Linked DNA regions of Sus scrofa: region 1 is linked to region 2. Evidence: chromatin contacts called from public Hi-C data. All regions are on one chromosome and are shown on one strand. The core of a region is the stretch at or near the end of the contact, and the rest is flanking DNA. Distances in the headings are between cores, read along the strand shown.

Evidence for each region. Hi-C and Micro-C count contacts between places; a contact is called where the count stands out from the background.
Region 1: a contact with region 2 is called in a Hi-C map of retroperitoneal adipose tissue, with 2.1 times the contacts expected there. The contact joins two enhancer-like sites. A contact is called at or near these places in 1 of 5 promoter capture datasets (liver), 20 of 47 Hi-C or Micro-C datasets (adipocytes, alveolar macrophages, embryonic fibroblasts and 11 more) and 1 of 2 datasets of contacts at active chromatin or transcription factors (skeletal muscle).

The regions. Positions count from the first base shown.
Region 1 is chr1:221,088,674-221,091,373 of Sscrofa11.1, forward strand. The region is part of intron 2 of KANK1 (KN motif and ankyrin repeat domain-containing protein 1); the gene reads right to left. Among named protein-coding and RNA genes, the nearest start is that of MIR9823, 24 kb to the left of the region's middle. Within about 2 kb of position 1,403, at least 3 of the 83 cell types and tissues checked have an H3K27ac peak or open chromatin away from gene starts, as enhancers often do. A contact at or near this core is called in retroperitoneal adipose tissue, where this site is marked.
Region 2 is chr1:221,000,429-221,003,128 of Sscrofa11.1, forward strand. No RefSeq gene overlaps it. Among named protein-coding and RNA genes, the nearest start is that of DMRT1, 48 kb to the left of the region's middle. Within about 2 kb of position 1,288, at least 10 of the 83 cell types and tissues checked have an H3K27ac peak or open chromatin away from gene starts, as enhancers often do. A contact at or near this core is called in retroperitoneal adipose tissue, where this site is marked.

The sequences.
Region 1 (2,700 bases), core at 153-2,652, 88 kb after region 2:
GGAGTCATAGGGTCAAAGCGTGCATGGGTGAGGAGACTGTGAGTCAGAGTGGTAGGTAAATTCTACTGTTCCATGGTGATTGCAGGGTTTACCTGATAGCAATAGCGTTTCCCCAAATCTGATAATGCAGCATCCCAAGACTCTCCCCAGAGATTCTGAGTCAGTGAGTCTGGCACGGAGTTGGAATTTATATTTTTTCACAGTTATCTCCAAGTGATTCTTGTTATCAGAAAAGTTTGGAAAACACACTGCCTTATAGGACCTCTACTCCCTAGGTCACTGGTTCTCAAAGTGTGGCCCTGGACCAGTTGTGCCAGGATCACCTGGGAACTAGAAATGCATATTCCTGGGCCCCACCCTGAACCAATGAATCAGAAACCCCTCAGGTGGGCCCAGTGGTCAGTGTGTTCATAAGTCCTCCAGCCAATTTGAAAACCAGGGCACTAGATTATTTCCAAAACTCACATACATTTTAAGTGGAAATGACCTGCTCTTATTCAAACATCTAGTTTTGGTGAGAAGTATAAAGAAATCCTGGCCTCATCCTGGGCCTCACCTGGTCTTTCTTATGGAAGGAACTGTCCTCTTGCAAAGAACAGTGTGAAAGAACACACTAAAGACAGTCTTTGGTTGTAATCATAAATTACTTGCATGGATGGAACAGAGTAGAGCACACTGCCAAGATGAAAGCAGTTGCACCAGTATGGTAGGAATTTTATTTAGAAATATCATAAACTTTTACTTTTATTGAGAAGTTAATCTAACAGCAATAGGAAACAAAGACAACATTAATGTGATGTCTAATGTGATGAGGTGTCTGGATCTTCCCAGTTCCTGTCCTTTCTCTCTCCCCATAGTACTGTTTTGTCAAGAAATCTTTACCACAATGGTATGAAAATCAGTGCATAGTTTCAGTCTGTCCAAATGCAACAGAATTACTTGAAACACAAGGAATACAAGACAAAGAACATTCACAACAGTGACAGGTTTCAGAGGGTTCCTGAACCCTCCCCCAATAAAATGCAAAGTTTTGTGGCTTCTAGCAAACCCATATTGTTAAGGAGAGATTTTTCTGCTTTATGAGGTATCCCAAAGAGGCCAGGACCCAAGCAAAGTCAGGAACCTCAGAATTTTCCCATATTTCACAGGACACAGATCCGGAAAAAGGCCTAACAATTTAATGTTTTAACTTGATAGAGAAAACCCAGTCCCTTATCTGGAGATCTCTTCTTCTCTGGTGTTTAAGGCCGCTTGTGAGAACTGTCATCCATAACAGTAGAACTCAGTGAAAAGCAAAAGAGCCGCCCAAGACTAGGAGTCTGGGAACTGCATTTTCATTGCAACTTGGCCTGGAACTACCTCCAGGGCTCTGAGAAAGTTCCTTAAACACTCTGGGCCTCTAATTCTTCATAGCTGGACTAGGACAGCCCTAATGACACCACCAGGCCTGACAGACATTCAGCAAGTCTGTTCTTCTAAATCCTGGGTTCAAGGGGCAGATGAGGCCCTGGTGCTGATGTGGCCCAATAGAGGAAGACCATAAGGGACCTTGTGTAAGGTCAGCAGGACAGAGATGGTGCCTCACAAGTCCCAAAAGCACCTCCTGGCACAGCACTGACCAGTCAGAGAGTTCCCACCACTCACATCAAAGACACACTGAAAGAGCCGGGCTCTTGCTTCTCCTCCAACTCAGCTCCCAGAGTGGCTGCTTTTTTGCTGAACCTTCCAAATTATCTTTCCCCTCTCCGTATAACAGTACTAAATTTTCAACAATAAAAGAAGTGTAAAGAGAGAAAGTGAAAAGTCAGCTATAATTCCGCTAATGCTGACACTTTTGTAGGCAGCTTCCCAAATCTTCCCCGTGCTTATATACACGTGTACCCATATAAATATCTTCCAAATGTTATTTTATTTAACATTTATTATAGTCATTGTTTTAATACCTACATCTGTTCTTTTAATGTGTGCATAGTGTTCCCTTTCATATTTGTGCTAATTTCATTTGACCTCTATTTATTATTGAATATTTAGATTCTTTCCAATGTTTTCATATTACAAACTCTTTGAGAAACATACTTTTACATAAAGCTTTGTGTACTTGTCCAATAATTTGCTGTGGATGAATTACAAAAAGTGGATTTATGAGATGAAAAGACAGAGTTTGATTGCAAATCAACTATACTTCAACTAAAAAAAAAAGATAGAGTATGCACATTCTGATGGATACTGTCAGGTTGCCCCGCAGAAAGGTGCCAATTTAAACTCTCCCCAAAACCCCATGGGAGCGCCAATGAAACTGGACTCCTGTGCCTTTCATTGTTTTTACTATAGCAAACACGCCCTCAAAACAATGTATCTCTTTGAACATAATTAATATGTTTTCACTAAATTTGAACTTAATAATAGCAATTTTAGCTGCTCAACATGGGATTCTATGTTCGTTCCTTCATCTTTGGCTCAGAGTAATTTATATTGCATAAAACTCAACTCCTGGAAGGACAAATACCATGTGGTATCATTTATATGTGGAATCTAAAACATGGCACAAATGAACCTATCTACAAAAGAGAAACAGACTCATAGACATGGGGAACAGACTTATGGTTACCAAGGGGAAGGGAGGATGGAGTGGGGTGGACTGGGAGCTTGGGGTTAGTAGATGTAAACTATGACAATTACAATGGATAAGCAATGAGGCCC
Region 2 (2,700 bases), core at 38-2,537:
CTCAGAAAACCTTCTTACTTTCCCCCTTCAGAGCAGCCAGCCTAGGTTCAGTGCTGCAGTAGACAATCAGATCTGAACATGGACCTCTGCAGTGTGATGGGTTCCCACCTGCTCAGCTCTCGTCCATGCTCCTGGGGTAACCCAGAGGATGTTGCTTTGGTATGAGTTGCTCTGTGCTCAGGGAGTGAAATTTGGAATGATGAAAACCCCCCTGAAGAAAAAGTTCTCTTAACCCTTAGCAAAAAGGCTAAGGCTTCTAGAGTGCCCATGCAAGTTTACAGAAAGCTTTCACAAGCCTGATCTCATGTGATTTCCTCATCATTTGCTGCTCCAAGGAGAAGAGGCTTGGAGAAAGCAGCTGTGGATTCTCTTTGGCTTCTGTTCTCAGACTTTCCTCCTGTTCAACAGGCCACATGACCTAACTGTCACAAGGGTGGGGTGGGGTTGGCTGCTTATGACTCGTCGGGGTCTGCACATTACTAGCAGCGTGCTGCAGCCTGCAGGTTTCCCTGGTTTCCTGCTGCCATAGATTCTTTCTTGCCACAGCTCTGGACAGAGTCTTTGGCTTCATTAGAACTCAAGGGTGCAGAGTTCTGGGAAAGAGGTGGGTACCACAGAACTTATTCACAGAGCCAGGGCTAGAAGGTGGTTATTATTATTATTATTATTTATTTTTTGGCTTTTCACGGCCCACCCACAGCATACGGAAGTTCCCAGGCTAGGTGTCGTAGGAGCTGTAGCTGACTGCCTGCACCATAGCCATAGCAATCCCAGATCGGAGCTGTATCTGAGACCTACACCACAGCCCAGGGCAACTCTGGATCCTCAACCCACTGAGCGAGGCCAGGGATCGAAACTGCATCCTCATGGATCCTAGTCAGATTCGTTTCCGCTGAGCCACAATGGGAACTCCTGGAAGTGTTTTATCAAGATCTGGAGAGCTGGTCTGGAACTGTAGCCTTCAATGTACAAGTGGCAGGAAAAACAGCTGACTGAGTATCACCCTGATTCCTGTGGCACCTGACTTCTAATGTAGGAATTGGCTGATACTGTGGGTGGGTAGGACTGAAGAGAAAAATTTCAAAACGGCTGGACACATAAAATAGCAAGGCACTTATGGCCTTTCTTGCTGTTTCAGGCATCTGTAGCTTCCCAAAGGAAATGGCAGAAGTCAGCAACTGGTCACCCTGGAAAGGTACCTTGACAGTCTCACCAAACCTACAGCCCCATGTGCTGTGGCAGGTCAAGTTATGTGTTTGTTGACCCAGCAGCTGAAGCCCTTTGACTTCCTGGCTGAAACCACAACCCAGAGAACTCAGACAGCCACACTGCAAGGACACAAAGTCCCTCGGGGCTGGGACTTTCTAATAATACATTTTCTCAGCAGTGCCTGGAAATTAAGCGCCCATGTTTGTTTTACTGGAGACAGTGGGTCTCCCTTCAATTTTCTTCCTCTTTACGATGGGAGTGATTTCTTCATCACTTGTTGATCTAAGTATAAGAGGCTTAAAGAAAGCAGCTGTGGATTCTCTTTGGTTTTCTTTCTAGAAGTTGACACCTTCCCAGTCAACAAGTCACATGACCTGCATATACCGGGGGCAAGATTGTTGGGTGCTTGTGTGACTCTTCTGGGGTCTGCAGATTGCTGGCCTGAGCCTAACTATAGCGGCTGCTGTAGGCTGGAGCGTGAGACTCAGAGGCACGTGGAAAACTAATTGCAGTTTCAGCAGCCCGAGCACCCCCAGAATCAGACTTCTGTATCTTTAATTGAGCAGAGTCTACAATCTTTTAGGAAACTAAGTCTGGACCTGAAGGATTTTCCTTTGTGCTATGGTTCCTAGGTCATCTTGGTCAAGGAAGGAGACTCTGTCCCCAGAGACCCAAGCAGATTGGGGCCATGGATGTTTGTGTAAAAGATGATGTAATTCAACTTGCAGTCTTTTTTCTCAGATGAACTTTCTTCCTGAGTTAATCTCTGATAAAGGGCACCTTGACTGATTTCCTCTCTGGAATTGAGTCTCTAACACTGGAAATATAATCCCACTCAGATGTGTTCCTTTGGTGAAGAATTCTTTTCTCTCTACAAGGAGGTTGTGTGGTAGAGCCATTAAGTGCAGGGACTCTGAACCTGTGTTTTTGTACTGGCTTTGTCACTTAATAGCTGTGTGACATTGGGCGAGTTACTTAACCTCTCTCTGCTTGTTTCCTCATCTACAGAGAGGGAAAACTCATGGGGTACAGCTGTGTCCCAGGTAGGTCTATGGTGAGGAGAAAATGAGTTAAGATGCATAAAGCACAGAGAACAGTGTCTGGCATGTAGTTAAGTGCTATATAAGGGTTTGTCATTTTTCACTATTTGAAGCCAGAGCAGAATGTGAAGTAAAAGGGTGCCATGCTCAGTAGCCTGGAGTAGTGATAAATAGTCTTGGCCTGGGAGGCAAGAGACCTGGTCTTTCTGACAAGGCTTTCCGCTAAGAATGGGGTAACCCTGAGCCACTCAGAGCTTCAGTGCCTTCACTGAAAATGAAGCGGTAACAACCCAAATGTCCATCTACAGATGAATGGATAAATAAAATGTCACATACTCATACAACGGACTATTATTCAGCCATAAATGGGAACAAAGTTTCGACACAGGCTACAACATGGATGAAACTTGAAGAAATTAAGTGAAATGAACCAGACAGAAAAAGACAAATA